Regions from separate parts of the Mus musculus genome. Here all the other regions are linked to region 1. Evidence: chromatin contacts called from public promoter capture Hi-C data. All regions are on one chromosome and are shown on one strand. The core of a region is the stretch at or near the end of the contact, and the rest is flanking DNA. Distances in the headings are between cores, read along the strand shown.

Evidence for each region. Promoter capture Hi-C pulls out the DNA fragments that hold promoters and counts their contacts.
Region 2: a contact with region 1 is called in a promoter capture Hi-C map of erythroid cells, with 32 times the contacts expected there. The contact joins the promoter of Adpgk here to the promoter of Snupn in region 1. A contact is called at or near these places in 2 of 39 promoter capture datasets (erythroid cells and pre-B cells), 1 of 484 Hi-C or Micro-C datasets (B cells) and 1 of 9 other capture datasets (liver).
Region 3: a contact with region 1 is called in a promoter capture Hi-C map of erythroid cells, with 22 times the contacts expected there. The contact joins the promoter of Senp8 here to the promoter of Snupn in region 1. A contact is called at or near these places in 2 of 39 promoter capture datasets (erythroid cells and pre-B cells).
Region 4: a contact with region 1 is called in a promoter capture Hi-C map of liver, with 5 times the contacts expected there. The contact joins the promoter of Cib2 here to the promoter of Snupn in region 1. A contact is called at or near these places in 2 of 39 promoter capture datasets (hippocampal neurons and liver).
Region 5: a promoter capture Hi-C map of erythroid cells shows a contact between it and region 1, with 13 times the contacts expected there. The contact joins the promoter of Parp6 here to the promoter of Snupn in region 1. A contact is called at or near these places in 3 of 39 promoter capture datasets (embryonic stem cells, erythroid cells and pre-B cells).

The regions. Positions count from the first base shown.
Region 1 is chr9:56,949,632-56,952,331 of GRCm38.p6, forward strand. Snupn (snurportin 1) reads left to right here and starts at 1,277. Exons shown (of 9, transcript NM_178374.4): 1 at 1,277-1,322.
Region 2 is chr9:59,290,150-59,292,849 of GRCm38.p6, forward strand. It overlaps Adpgk (ADP-dependent glucokinase), which reads left to right and starts at 1,423. Exons shown (of 7, transcript NM_028121.2): 1 at 1,423-1,717. The coding sequence starts at 1,485.
Region 3 is chr9:59,749,274-59,751,973 of GRCm38.p6, forward strand. Senp8 (SUMO/sentrin specific peptidase 8) reads right to left here and starts at 1,376. Exons shown (of 2, transcript NM_027838.3): 1 at 1,305-1,376. It overlaps Myo9a (myosin IXa), which reads left to right and starts at 1,901. Exons shown (of 44, transcript NM_173018.2): 1 at 1,901-2,072.
Region 4 is chr9:54,558,742-54,561,441 of GRCm38.p6, forward strand. It overlaps Cib2 (calcium and integrin binding family member 2), which reads right to left and starts at 1,449. Exons shown (of 6, transcript NM_019686.6): 1 at 1,227-1,449. The coding sequence starts at 1,277.
Region 5 is chr9:59,615,898-59,618,597 of GRCm38.p6, forward strand. Parp6 (poly (ADP-ribose) polymerase family, member 6) reads left to right here and starts at 1,387. Exons shown (of 24, transcript NM_001205239.1): 1 at 1,387-1,511; 2 at 2,571-2,700. Gm51709 (a long non-coding RNA gene) reads right to left here and starts at 1,227. Exons shown (of 3, transcript XR_003948337.1): 1 at 1,090-1,227.

The DNA of each region.
Region 1 (2,700 bases), core at 27-2,526:
CCAAATTACTCCCCCACCACCACCCACAGGGCTCCTGACTTTCCAGGAACTCTGCAGACCAGGCTGTCCTTTAACTTAGAGATCTGCCTTTCTCTGCCTCTTGAAAGCTGGCATTAAAGGCATGTGCTAGCACTACCAGCCAGTCCTGCTTTCACCCCCTGTTGTTCGATTACAGGGTGGTGCCACTGCAAGTTTAGCGCAGGCTATACAAACACATTGATTGCTGAGCAACATCCCTAGCCACACCCCAGTTCATTGAGGTGTTAGAAGCAACGCATCTGGCTCACATTATAAGCATTAAGTAGCAAGTCCTGTTTTCATTTTACATGCTAGAAGTCTTACCCTGCAGACACGATGTATGGGTTTGCTTAGGGTCTCCTAAATCTCGGTCACTCATGTAACTACTTTCAAACCGGACTAAGTGCTGCACTCAAATGCTGAACGTTACCTATCAGGAATCGAGCCAGGTCCCTTTCCGCGTCATGTTAGAAAGGAGAATAGGGATAGCAGTGGTGGCGCACGCCTGCACGCCTTTAATCCCAGCACTCGGGAGGCAGAAGCAGGCGGATTTCAGAGTTCGAGGCCAGCCTGGTCTACAAAGTGAGTTCCAGGACAGCCAGGGCTATACAAAGAAAGAGAGAGAGAGAGAGAGAGAGAGAGAGAGAGAGAGAGAGAGAGGAAGAGAGAGAGAAAGAGAGAGAAAGAGAGAGAGAAAGAGAAAGAGAGAGAAAGAAAGAAAGAAAGAAAGAAAGAAAAAGAAAGAAAGAGAGAAGAGAGAGAAAGGAGAGAGAGAAAGAGAGAGAGAAAGAAAGAAAGAAAGAGAAAGAAAGAAAGAAAGAAAGAAAGAAAGAAAGAAAGAAAGAAAGAAAGAAAGGGAAAGGAAAAAGGAAGGGAAGAAACGTTTATTAGTTCGAAACCTGAAAGCCATTCAGAAAATCGCACAAGCAAGACAAAAGGGCTGTCAGTGCAACTCTCGAGTTTGGGCACACCCGGAGAGGTGGCGGCCACGAAGTCACGGTTTTGTCAGTGAAAGGATCCGGGGCAAGTTTGCGATCAGTACTGAAGGCTCCGTATCGCGGACAATCTCGCTAGAATCCCGAAAAAGCCTAAACCAAATCTGGAAGCCCCTCCCTAGGGAGAAGAGTCGCTCAGTTCAGGGCGGAAGTAATGTCCTGCCCGACTCAACTCCCGCGATGCACCACGGTAGGCGGAGCCGGAAGTTCGAGTGCAAGCTTGAGCGGGGCGTGTCTAGCTCCGCTAAGGCACCTAATTGGTCAGTCGGCACAGGCACTGGCGGCGTGCGCGAGTGGTACGGACGTGCGGTAAGTCTGGCCCTGTCTAGTTTGGCGTTCTCTCAGCCGCAAGCTCAAACTTCTTCTGATGACCCAGGGCTGGCTTCGCAGCCGTTACCTGGGGAGGCTGGCCAGTCTTGGGGACTTGGACTTGGCCATATTTTTGTCGTTGTATTCCAGGCAGTCTGGCTCAAACTCATGAGGAACATTTATGTGTGGCAGGGAGAATTCTGTAACCGAAAGACAAACGACTCCATTGCTAGAGAGACAGTAGCGGGGAGGGCGGCAGAGTTCACGGACGTGTGGTGGGAGCATCTATTGGGCTGGAGAAGAGGCTTGGGTGAGCCTGACACTTAGGAATTAGTTCGCTTCTTTTCCTCGGCCTCCTGCCTTGCTGCCATTGCAGGTGTATGACACGTAAGGTCCTGTTAGGGATCATTTCTATGGCATACTTCAGGATACCTTGACGGGGAAGCTCAGTAATTATCTACTGAATACTCCCGGTTATTTTACAAACACTCTGATGCACACCTTAAATCCACACTGATAATAGTCACTTTTAACAAATTTTCTTAGAAAGTATTCTTAGCCGGGTGTGGTGGTTGCATACCTTTAATCTCAGCACTCAGAAGGCAGGCAGGTCTCTATGAGTTCGAGGCCAGCCTGGACTACAAGGAGAGTTCCAGGACAGAAAACCTGTCCCCAAAACAAAACAAAACAGAAAAAAAAAAAAGTATTTTTAATGTCTTAGGATATAGGAATGCAGCTTTCTTCTTTTTCTCCTGGGTTTCAGACCCAAGGCTTGGTGCAAATATGGTGCGCACTTTGGCAAGTACTTTACCAAGTGGAGGTATGGCACCATCCTTTGTTCTTTTATTTGTTTATTTTCCTATATGCATATGTGTATGTGTGTTTTGCCTACATGTCTGCACACCACATGGGTGCCATGCTGGGAAGAAAGTCAGAAGAGAGTTCCAGTTAGTTCCCTGGAATTGGTTTACAGGTGGTCATGAATTACCACATGAAACCCAGGTCCTCTGGAAGAGCAACCAGTACTCTCTTTTTTTTTTTTTTTTTTAACTAGTGCTGTGTGTGTTTTTAAGATTTATTTATTTTTATTTATATGAGTACACTGCAACTGTCTTCAGACACACACTAGAAGAGTGCATCAGATCTCATTACAGATGGTTGTGAGCCACCATGTGGTTGCTGGGAATTGAACTCAGGACCTCTGGCAGAGCAGTCAGTGCTCTGAACCGCCAAGCCATCTCTCCAGCCCCGCAACCAGTACTTTTAACCTAATGGCTGAACCATCTCTCCAGTACCCTTCCACCCTGTCCTATCCTGTCCTGTGCATTCTTGCAAGATGGAAACAGTTGATAACAGTGTAAAGGTACTTCCCACTGCA
Region 2 (2,700 bases), core at 173-2,672, 2.3 Mb after region 1:
TTTACAGACACTCTGTAAAGTGTCTGTCTAGAAGGTATAAGACCTTCCCTTCCTCCCTGAGCACCAGACACAGAGATACACATTTGTAATTCCAGGAGCTAGAGGGAAGAGGATCAGAAGTTCAAAGTTGGGGCTGGAGAGATAGCTCAGCGGTTAAGAACGCTGACTGCTCCGGGGGTCTGAGCGAGAAGAAAAAAGTGTCTGGGGACAGCTACAGTGTACTTACATATAATAAATTAATAAATCTTTTTAAAAAAAGTTCAAAGTCACCCTTGACAACGCAGTGAACTTGAGGCTAGTCTGGGCTAGTAACCAGTCTCTGGCCAGTTAACAGCTGAGAGCCATAACAGAAACACTTTGGATACTGGGGGTGGGGGTGGGAGATAACGTCCAAGATCAAAGCCAGGGAAACACATTTCTATTAACAAGTTCAAAAATTATAGACAGAGTAGAAAATTGGTCAGGAGCTAGCAGAACTAGCAAAATAGAAATAGGCCAGGCTAGATGAGGCTGAGAATGAACTGGACATCAAGCCTAGCTTTCCTGCCTCTTAACCTACCCTCTCACATAGAACCGTCACATCAAAGGAGGAAGGGCTGGATTTCTGTAGTATCACCCGGAACAACTAAACCAGGATTTAAAAACTCGAGTCTATAGTCCTTCCATACTGTACACATGATTGTATCCCTTTGCGGCTTACTCTGGGGTTGTTCAAAGGAACACCACCTCCGAAAGGGTTATCTAAGGGGTCTGAGTGTTAAATCTGATCTCTAGATTGAACAAGATCGCTTCAGTCTTAGCGGAAGCCTTTGACTAGCTGAAAATCTCAAGAGGTGGACTCCCCGTGCCCAGCACCACTAGGGTCTGAGCAGATTCCTCTCGCGGGAAGCCCTTCCCATCGTCGTGCACCCTCCGCCTCGCCACTGCACCAGACTTAGAAAGGAACCGGCCTAGTAAAACCATGGAGGTCAAACACTGGCGGAGGGACGGATTAAGAGACAACAGCGTGGCTCGTTGTCAATGGGAGACCGACTACTCTAATCGCGAGGTTTGCTGCTTCTTCGTTATCTGCATGTCTTATCTTACTAGGGAAGTAAAAGTATTCTCTCGCCCCCACCCCGGACACACACACACTCTATCTCAGGCTATCAGTGAATATCGGGAAGACGTGTACGGATTGGGAACCACACTACTGCCTTTGTTCATCCAAGGACAGAATCGCACAACAGCGTCGCCCAGCGCCAGCGCCAAGACTTAAACAGAGCGAACCCCCAACGCCAGCCCTGTCGTCGTCCCGCCTCCAGCCCACCCATAGCTCCACCCATAACTGGGGCTGCAGTTCCGTCGTAGCTCCGCCCATCGGGAGGAAGAGCCTGTGGCGCGCGGGTGTGACGTTACGCACGTCTACGTCAGCACGCGCCCAGCTGGGAGGAGGCGCGAGCCGAGAAAGGATCCTGTAGCCACCGGTGCGGCGGTGTGTGCACATGGCGCTGTGGCGCGGCTCTGCGTGCGCCGGCTTCCTGGCGCTGGCCGTGGGCTGCGTGTTCCTGCTGGAGCCGGAGCTGCCGGGCACGGCGCTGCGCTCGCTCTGGAGCTCCCTGAGGCTGGGACCCGCGCCAGTGCCCGTGGGACCTCTGTCCCCGGAGAGCCGGCTGGCAGCCGCTTGGGACGCCCTCATCGCGCAGCCCGCCCGGCGCTGGCGCCGCGTGGCTGTGGGGTGAGTGCCTGCGGGGCCTGCCTGCGGCTCTGGGCCTCCCCGGGAAGTGCGCGCGCTCCGGGGTCCGCCCGGGACTCGGTGGTGTCTGGGTTGCCCTCTGGGCGAAAGTGTCGGACGCGTGAGACGAGCCTTTTTCCGTCATCGCTGCAGGGATAGTCAGCATATTTCCACCCGGTTGGCCCTGCTCCCTGTAAAAGCAGCTCTCATAGCTTCTTAGAAATTCAACTCAGCCTGTCACTTGTAATTTTTGAGGTTACTCTGTTGTCTGTCTTCCAGCCCTTTTTTGCCGACTGTTCTCAGGTGGCCACGATGGTTTTCCTATTTTTTTAGCACTCTTCCTAACGTACTTAAAGCTAAATGCTTCTGTCTCTAGCTGTTGACTTTACGTCATCCGGTCTGAAGACCACTCTACTAAGACTGCTCATTTTCATATTCAACATTTTTTGTTAAGGATTCCTTACCAGAACTCTGCGCCTTTCGCGTTTAGCACGCCCTTCTCGAAACTACCTTCTTCCCCATACTAAGTGATAGTTCATATTTTTAAGGTTCTCTCAAATCACAGTATCTCCTTTCTTTGTGAAACTCACAGAAATGTATCCAATTTTTTTTACACTAACCTTAGTCCCTCTTCCAGTTAGGCTTGGCTTTCTTGTCTTGTCAAGGGCACTATGCATCAGCGAGTTTTTTAGTATGTTTTTCTTTAGGTTAGAGTTGGTTTTTTTTTTTTTTTTTTAAATGTTGCTTCTGTTGTTCCTTTTTGAACTACAGCCTCCTTGGCTGGTCTGGAACGTAAGTAGATCATTAGAACATAGATCATTATCTGATCTGTTTGCTTCCTTTTTCTTTCTTTCTCTTGTCTTTTTAGTTTAGTTTTATTTTTAAATTATTCTTCTTTAAGACAGGGCTTCTCTGTGTAGTCCAGGCTCTCCTGGAACTCACTCTGTAGACCAGGCTGACCTCGAACTCTAAGGACCAGCTGCTTC
Region 3 (2,700 bases), core at 126-2,625, 2.8 Mb after region 1:
AAAGCTTCTCATCTTATCTTCAATTCTTTCTCGTCAAAGGATTCCTGCTTTTAAGGTTTGGAAATCAACTCCCTCAGCTTCTTGTCTATTCACACCACTCATCGCTCCTGTGTAGCTTGCTGGACTCTACCCTTAACATTAGTCATCTAGTGAGCTATAGTTTGTTGGAGGGGTATTAGTTTTACTTAAAAAAAGAAAAAAAAAAAAGCATCCTAGGTGATTCTAATGGACGGACAAGCTCGTGTTCTCCTGCTGTTTTTCTCTTCTCTACCCCTCCTCACCCTTAGTCATTCACTTTCAGGTTCCATGGCTCACCCTTCACTCACCCATCACGCCCCGACCTCCCCAAGTCAGGACTGACCCAGAGCCCAGAATCTAGTGCTTGTTCTACTCACTGAGCTAAACTTCACTTTATTCTTTGAGGCAAGGTTTCACTATGTATCCCCTGCTAGCCTGAAACTCGGCGTGTACTACCATATCTGCTTTTTTTTTTTTTTTTTTTTTTTTTTTTAAAATTGGCTCAGACTGGCTTCCCACTTGGAGATCTAGCTGCCTTATTCTTTCAGGAGCTAACAGGCCAGCCATCCCAGGCAATCAGCCATCTTCAAAAACAGCCTTTGCACCTGCATCTGATTATTTCTTGCACTTGTTATAGTTAAGTTTCCCCCGCCTTGTGATCAAGATTGGCCTTAAATTCACTCGCCACATAGTCTAGTTGTTTCAAATGGAAGTCTACCTGCGCGGTTTTTACTAGGTATATGCCAATCCTCTTGCTTTTTACTCTTAGGTTGTTTGTCACATGCCTTTGTACTAGCCTTTCTCTACTCCCATTTTCTTTCTGGCCAGTTTCGGTCCACCAAGGTTTTAACACGAGTTCTCCACAGGCCTGAAAGTCATTTGGGAAAAGTCCTCTTCTGCAATCAAGGACCCCCCCCCCCCCACTCCCCCGTTTGTGTTCAGCTCATCCCGTGTTATTTTACTGTGTTACCATTGCGGATTCTTTGTTTCCTACATCACAGCACTTCAAAAGAGCGGATATTTTTTCATTTTCTTCTAATATTCTGGATTTTACAGCATAGAAACAACTCAGTGAAAAGTCTGTGGAATGAATGGAAAGAAATACTTGGCCACGGGGGCGGGAACAAGTGGGGGGAGGGGCGTGCGTGTGTGGAAAAGGGGCGGCGCTGAGAATCCAGCTGCAGAATGAGGAAGGGGCTCGGACACACTAGAGTCTGCGTGGAGCGCAAAGCGATCCACTGCTTCCAAAAACTGAGACAAACCTAAGTAGGGAGGAGGCGTCTTACCTATTCCTCAGGCCTCACCAACCCAACCAGCCTTCAGGGAGCTCTGTACTGGCCGGAAAGTGAGACTTAAGGTCGTAATCCCAGAGTTTGCCTTTCCAACCTTACGACGTTTTTATGTAGTAATCGAGAATCTAACACGGAGGTCTCAGCCCTGCCGTAAAGTGAAGAAGGAATGGGGAGGCGGGGCCATTCGGAGGGTGGAAAATAGGCGTGTCCGCGCAAGCGCAGGCAGCCCGCTCCAGCAGCGTCACGTGCGGAGGCGGGGCCGGGCGGGGCTGTCCGGGGCTTGGCAGCAGGGGGCGTGGGAGGTAAGTGCGCGCGCGCCTGCTCGGCTGCTGCTGGAGAGCCGCGCGGGGCGGGGCCGCGTGAGCGGGGTCGGGGGCGCGCAGGCCTGAGAGGACTGGGGACGCAGAGGCAGTTGGCGGTGGCCGTCGGAAAGTCCTGGCAGGACGGGGAGGGACTGCGGCGGAGATACCGGTCCCCGGGCAAAAGCAGGGACCGCGGTTTAGCTTCCAACGCGTGCTCTCTGGGCGGGGTGCGGCGGGGGATGTGCCTGCCCAGTCCGGGCGGAGTCTCTCTGACAGGGCGGGGGATGCGCGGCCGCCGCTCTCTCGGACCCTGAGGCGACTGGGCCCACCCTCGCGGAACCCTCCTACCCCCCGGCGGCCTCGGCCTCTGCTTTCTCCTTCTGACCCTGGAAACCGAGCTGGGGAAGCGGCTACCGCCGAAGAGGAAGGGGCTGTGGTGGCCACCGCGGCGCAGCCAGAGGTAAGACCCGCCCCAGCACCCAGCGGCCCTGCCGCCTGGCCTGGCCCGGCCCACGTCTCCCGCTCGGCTCTTTGGCTCCCGGAGGGCTGCCCCGCCCCGCCCCGGCGGAGACGCCCCGCCAGCAGCTCTGCCCCTAAAGCCTAGCAATCGCCGGAGTACCGCCGGGATTCCACCCCCAGACTCGACTCTCCCGTACCTTTCATTGACCAGACACCATTCTGTCCACCAGTAGCCGCGGCGCTTCTGTCACTGGCCCCCTTCCACCTCCTGCTAGAACCTCTTTAGACCCTCTTTAGGACTCTGACTGGAACCTCTAGACACCGTTATGTCGGAGCGGATCCTTGTCTGGGAACCAAGGCCACTACTGCTTCCTAATGCATTGCTACGTCCCAGATCTTTGGGTATCCTACGAGTCATCGCTACCCGAGCTTTCATAGGGACCCTCACGCAGCTTACTTCCAGTCAGGTTTGCTAGGTTTTCCCCCTACCCATACGAGCTTTCAGATAGCCCAATGTCATGATGCTCTTACCTAGTAGGTCTCCGGTTAGCCCTTCAAATCACCATCAGAGTGCTGGATCGCCCCCTCACACCCCCCCCCCCCCCGCCCTGGTGTAGTTTCTCTAGAAG
Region 4 (2,700 bases), core at 199-2,698, 2.4 Mb before region 1:
CCGGGCATCTGGCCTCAGGGAGGGAAGACCACCAGACTGCGAAGTTCCAGGAAGCCCAGAGTTACTTGGAAAAGGGAATGTAACCCTGGGGCCCCCATGCGGCCCGGGTTGGGCATGCTAGAGAGCCAGAGGAAAGGAGATGTGGGGCTCTCGTGTTTCATGGCTCTCCTTCCCCTGGCAGGGTCTAGCTGGGCCCTGGCAAAGGATCAGAACTCAACACTGGACTGGGTCTGACCCAATGCCGGGCTGGTCCTAATGGGGATGCAGGCTCCCCACTCTCCCCAGACCACTCTTCTCTCCTGGGTTTGGGCTATTTTGCCTGCATCTACCTCCACTTAAAACGCCTCCTTCCAGAACTTTCTGGCAGAAAAAAAAATCCTGACTTCCCAAGTCCTCATGCAAGCTCTGCACTCTTTCTGAACCTTCTAGTCAAACCAAGAGCTATTGACCTCCCCTGTCCACTAGAGCTCTTCTCAATACATATCCTATCACTTGGGTCACACTGGAGGTAACCGCTCCACGCTAACTGAATATTCACAAAAGTTGCACACATCTAAGATAGGAATACATATGACATAACACTCCTAACCTATTAGGCGATAAAAAGAAGACTCCACAGCTGTTGTTCCCTGAAAGTCCGGAGACATTACATGGTGAGCTAAAGCAACTGAGCAAGACTCTGGGCCAGCCCGGAGATAAGGTTCCCTCGCATACCTACAGAAAAGTTTTCACATGGCTGGGGGCTGTGAGATCATTGATATGGACAGCTAGCTCTGAACTTGGAAGAATCCGGGGTGAAAGGGCTACTAGGATCACAAAATAGGTTAAGAGATGTGGGTACGTAGTTATATAAACAACACACCCCAACCTGTAACCTGCATTTGGGGCCTCTTGTCCTCCCCCTACACCAAGCCCTTTCTGGGATGAGGGTCATGCCCAGTGGGCTGGAAGAAATGACTGGGGTCTAGCTTGGGAGGGCAGAAAGAAGGTCAATAAGGAAGAGAAGACGGGGTGGGTGAGGCGCATCTGACAGAATACTCTAACTGGAATGTTCTAACATTCCCGGGCCTGGGAAACTGAGGCTCGTCAAGGGGAAGTCATCCACCTAAGGCGACGCTGCGCGCTGAAGGTAGCGGCAGGGTTTGAACCTCTGTGAGTCCGCTTTTGCGAGGCCTGGGAAAAGGACAAAAAGGAGGACTACAGGGGCCGCGGCGCGCCGGCTTCACCTGGTAGTTGTCCAGCTGCTCTTCAGTGAAGATGGTCTGCTTGTTCCCCATGGTGACCGCGATGGTATGGGTGGCCGCGGCGTCGTCTCTCGCCCTTTCGAGTGCTGCTTCCCATCGGCGGCGTCTGGAGCCCCGAGCCCGGTGCCCGCGGCCCTTGCCAGCCCGGGAGCGGGCAGCGTCGCCAGCCTAGCCTGGCCCGCTCCGCTGGGTCCCGCAGTTCAGTGGGAGGGGTGCAGGGGCTGGGAGGCAAAGGCGGGGCCGGGGGCGGGGCGGGCCTAGGCGGGGGCGGGGGCCGGATTGGGGCGGAGGCGCAGCCTGGTGGAAGGAGGCGGGGCCCGAGAGGTGACTTCTCCCTGGAGACAGAGGCCTGCTCAGTCTATGCTGCTGCAGCACACTGAGGTGGCCAAGCGGTGGCCTCATAGGGCCGCCTGACTACTGGACACTGAGTGCGCCTCCCGTTCCAACCAGCACACTGACTGGCACCCCGGGTCGGTCCTGGCGATTGTGAGCCTGAAAATCCCATGGATTAGTGTGGTAGAACAGGCACAATCCTCCGGCCTCTGATCCTAGACTGAGAATAGGTGTGTTGTTGAGCTTGCGGGATTACCCAAGTCAGGTCCATCCTCAAAAAGCCGACATACACGCAGTCAAACACTCAAATCATAAAATAACTTTTTAAAAAAGGAAACAGACGAAGCAAACTCTACCTCAGCAGAGGAATGGGCTCTGGTAACAATAGGTTACACTACTCAGTTGGTTCAAGACCTTAAGGAAAGTAACTAGATCACTCCCTACATCCACTCTGCTAAGTGAGGCCTTCACGAAATTTAATAATGCAGGCAGGGTAGAGGAGGTTAACCAATACCCTCCTAAACGATTGGCTATCTTCAGCCGCCCCATCAAGGTGACCGCTAGGAAAAGCCCTCCAGACACACGGAAGTTCAGGAGTCCTGGCAACTCTGGGACCTATCAGTGGCCCACAAGGAAGGCTACTAGCAATGGAGTTGTCCTTACTGTCTATTCTTGGGACAGCTGGGCTGCATGAAACCTGAGTCAAAGGCTCCTGGTGGCTCCGCTGGGAGGCAAGTCCATCATGGGCTGCCAAAACTGAGATTAGCTACATGAGTATGGTCTCCTGTAATCCCAGCCCTCGAGACAGAGGCAGGAAGATCAGAAGTTCAGGGTTATCCTTAGCTGATTCAGGCCAACTTGTAGTACATGAGACTATATCTCAGAAAACAGAATATAGTAACTAAAAGCAATTTAGCTGAGAAATAGTGTAGTGGCAGAGAGCTAGCCTAACATTCATGAGGCCCTGGGTTCAGTCCCTAGCACCACCAAAAAAAAAAACAAACAAAAGCGACATACCAGTATTGTCCAGTTTTGCCTGGCTTACATCACTTTGGGGCCGTGTTGTTCTACTCTTTTTTTTTTTTTTTTTTTTTTAATGAGTACACCATTGCTCTCTTCAGAC
Region 5 (2,700 bases), core at 137-2,636, 2.7 Mb after region 1:
TGCTGTAGACCAGACTAGCATCTCAGAGATCTGCCTCTGCCTTTAAAGTGCTGGGATTAAAGGCATGCACCACTACCGTCCCACACTTTTTTTTTTTTAAGGGTTTTTTTTATTTTTAATGTATGAGTATCTGCATGTACACCTGCATGCCAGAAGAGGGCCCAAGATTTCACTATAGATGGTTCTGAGCAACCATGTGGTTGCTGGGAATTGAACTCAGAACCTCTGGAAGAGCAGCCAGTGCTCTTAACCCCTGAGTCATCTCTCCAGCCCCACTTTTTTTTTTTAAGATTAATTTTACATATGCATGTTTGTGTTTTCCTGCATATATGTGCGTGCAACGCATTGGTTCCTAGTGCCTGTGATGGCCAGAGAGGGTAGTAGATCTCCTGAAACTGGAGTTTCAAATTATTGTGAACTGACTCGTAGGTGCTGGGAACCCAACCCAGGCCTTTGACAAGTGCAGCCACTGATCTTGGCTGCTGAGCTTTCTCTTCCATCCCAACTAAAATGTTTCATTTAGTTAATTTCTGAGATGGTTTCATATATCCCAGGCTGGCCTTGAATTGGCTATGTAGCTTAAGACTTCTATGGGGGCACACGCCTTTAATCCCAGCACTTGGGAGGCATAGGCAGGTGGATTTCTGAGTTGGAGGCCATCCTGGTCTACAGAGTGAATTCCAGGACAGCCAGGGCTATACAGAGAAACCCTGTCTCGAAAAACAAAACAAAACAAACAAAAACAAAAACAAAAAAACCACAAAAAACAAAAAGACTTCTAACTTGATTTTTGTGCTTCAACTTTCTGAATGCTGAGATAACATTATACAGACTACAGGCACGACACGGGATTTACACACCTGTGCATAAACTAAGGGTTTGTGGTTGCTAGGCAAACACTCTTCCAAGTGAGCTATGTCCCCAGTCCCCTGTGTGATGAGAAAGCCTGGGTGCGGTCGGTACACCGAAGCAAATGAACATGGGAGCAAGTCAGATTTCAGAATTTTAACTTTTGATTCCTATTTTTGTCTGGCTTCAAGCTGCACCAAAGGGGCACCTCAGTATCTCTATATAGGCAATCTAGATTACCTTCTTCTGCAACCCTCCTAACCACACGAGGCGACAAAGAAAAACATTATATTTCGGCATGTCCGGAGAACCTCTTTCTCAAGCTCCCTCCGGGCCCCAAAGCGCAAGCGCCACTCTCTCGCTTCCTCACGCCTTCAACTCTGGATCACTGCGCACGCGCGCCCTGGCTAGCACCCTGGGGTGGGGACACGCCCAGGTACAGCACGCACCGCGGTTGGTCGGAAGAGGACACCTGATCGCGGTGTCTTCGCCTGAGCATGCGCAGAGCGCCCCGGCGTGCCCGAGACCGCACGCTGAGGCGTGTGGTGCGCGACCTCACCCGCCCGCCTCGGTCCCCGCCCCTTGGCCTGCCGCTCCGCCCCCGCGGGGCGTCCCGGGCCGCTCGTCCCCTCCGCGGCGGCCGCGCGCGGCCCGGGGTCGCCGTGAGTACTCTCTAGGCTGGCGTGTGGGGAGGCTGGAGTGGGGATGGGGCGGGGCGGTCGGGCTGCTGGCAAGGTCCGCCCTGCCTGAGGGACCAAGTAAGGGATGCTGACAGGCTTCGCTCGGCTGGGCGGCTGGCGGCGGCGAGCCGCAGACGGGTCCTTAACGGGGAAGGCCGGAGCTGAGGGCTTTGGGGGACACCTGGAGAAGAGGCCTCAGGCCCTGCCCTGCATGCGCAGGTGTCCTCGCGAGCGTCTTGGTCTTCTCCCTCCGCCCGGGCTAGGGTTAGCGCTGGCCCGCGGGTCTCGCCCCTCCGCACCCTCCTTCGCCCTTTGTTTAGTAGCCTAGTCCTTTTGACACTTCCGTTGGAGTGGAGTTTTCTTCTCCTAGCACACTGAGCTGGAAGTCAAGCCCAGAATGTAGACGTTGAGATCAGAGGCGTCTCTTGACTAGGTATACGTTAAATGGTCACTCTGAAAAGTGCCAATGGACGTAGAGAAAAAGACCTTTGTGGGTCGTCCGAAGGCTTATTTACCGTTGGCACGATCTCATAGAAATAGACCAAGCGTGTTAATGCGAGCTGCCATCCCCCAGAATAAACACTGAGCCTAACAGCACACTTCTCTGGGCACTCTTAATAGTCTCTATTTGATCTAGCTCCTCTTGAAAGGTTCCAGATCTGCCCCCCACCCCCACCCCGAACTAGTTATTACATGAAAAAATGGATAGATTTGGCCCTATCAAACGTTCAAGTTACTTATGCAAGTTTTGTGACCTCCCTAGGTTGGAGTATTAAATATGTAACATGAAAACTTTGAACTAGGTCATCTCTCAGCCCCCTCTTTTTTTTTTTTTTTCTTTTTTAATGAATTCCGTGCTCCACCATCTGCCTTTTCCCACTCTCCAGCTTTTAAATCTACTCTCCATTCCTGAGAGAAGGCCATGGAGTGTTGAGGATTCAAGTCTTTTTTTACTAAAACAGTCTGGTTGGAGAAGCTGGTCATTTCATAACTGTCTTTTCCTTAGAAAAACTGATTTTTTTTACCCCCTCCTTTTAATAGCATCAGAAACCAAGCAGCAAACCCTGAGGAGATGCTCAGTTTTCCTTGACTTCTACAGTGAAAGACCTTGAGAAAGTTGGCACTTCTAGCCTAAGCTGCCCTCATTCTACTGCTCACCCCAAGACAACCC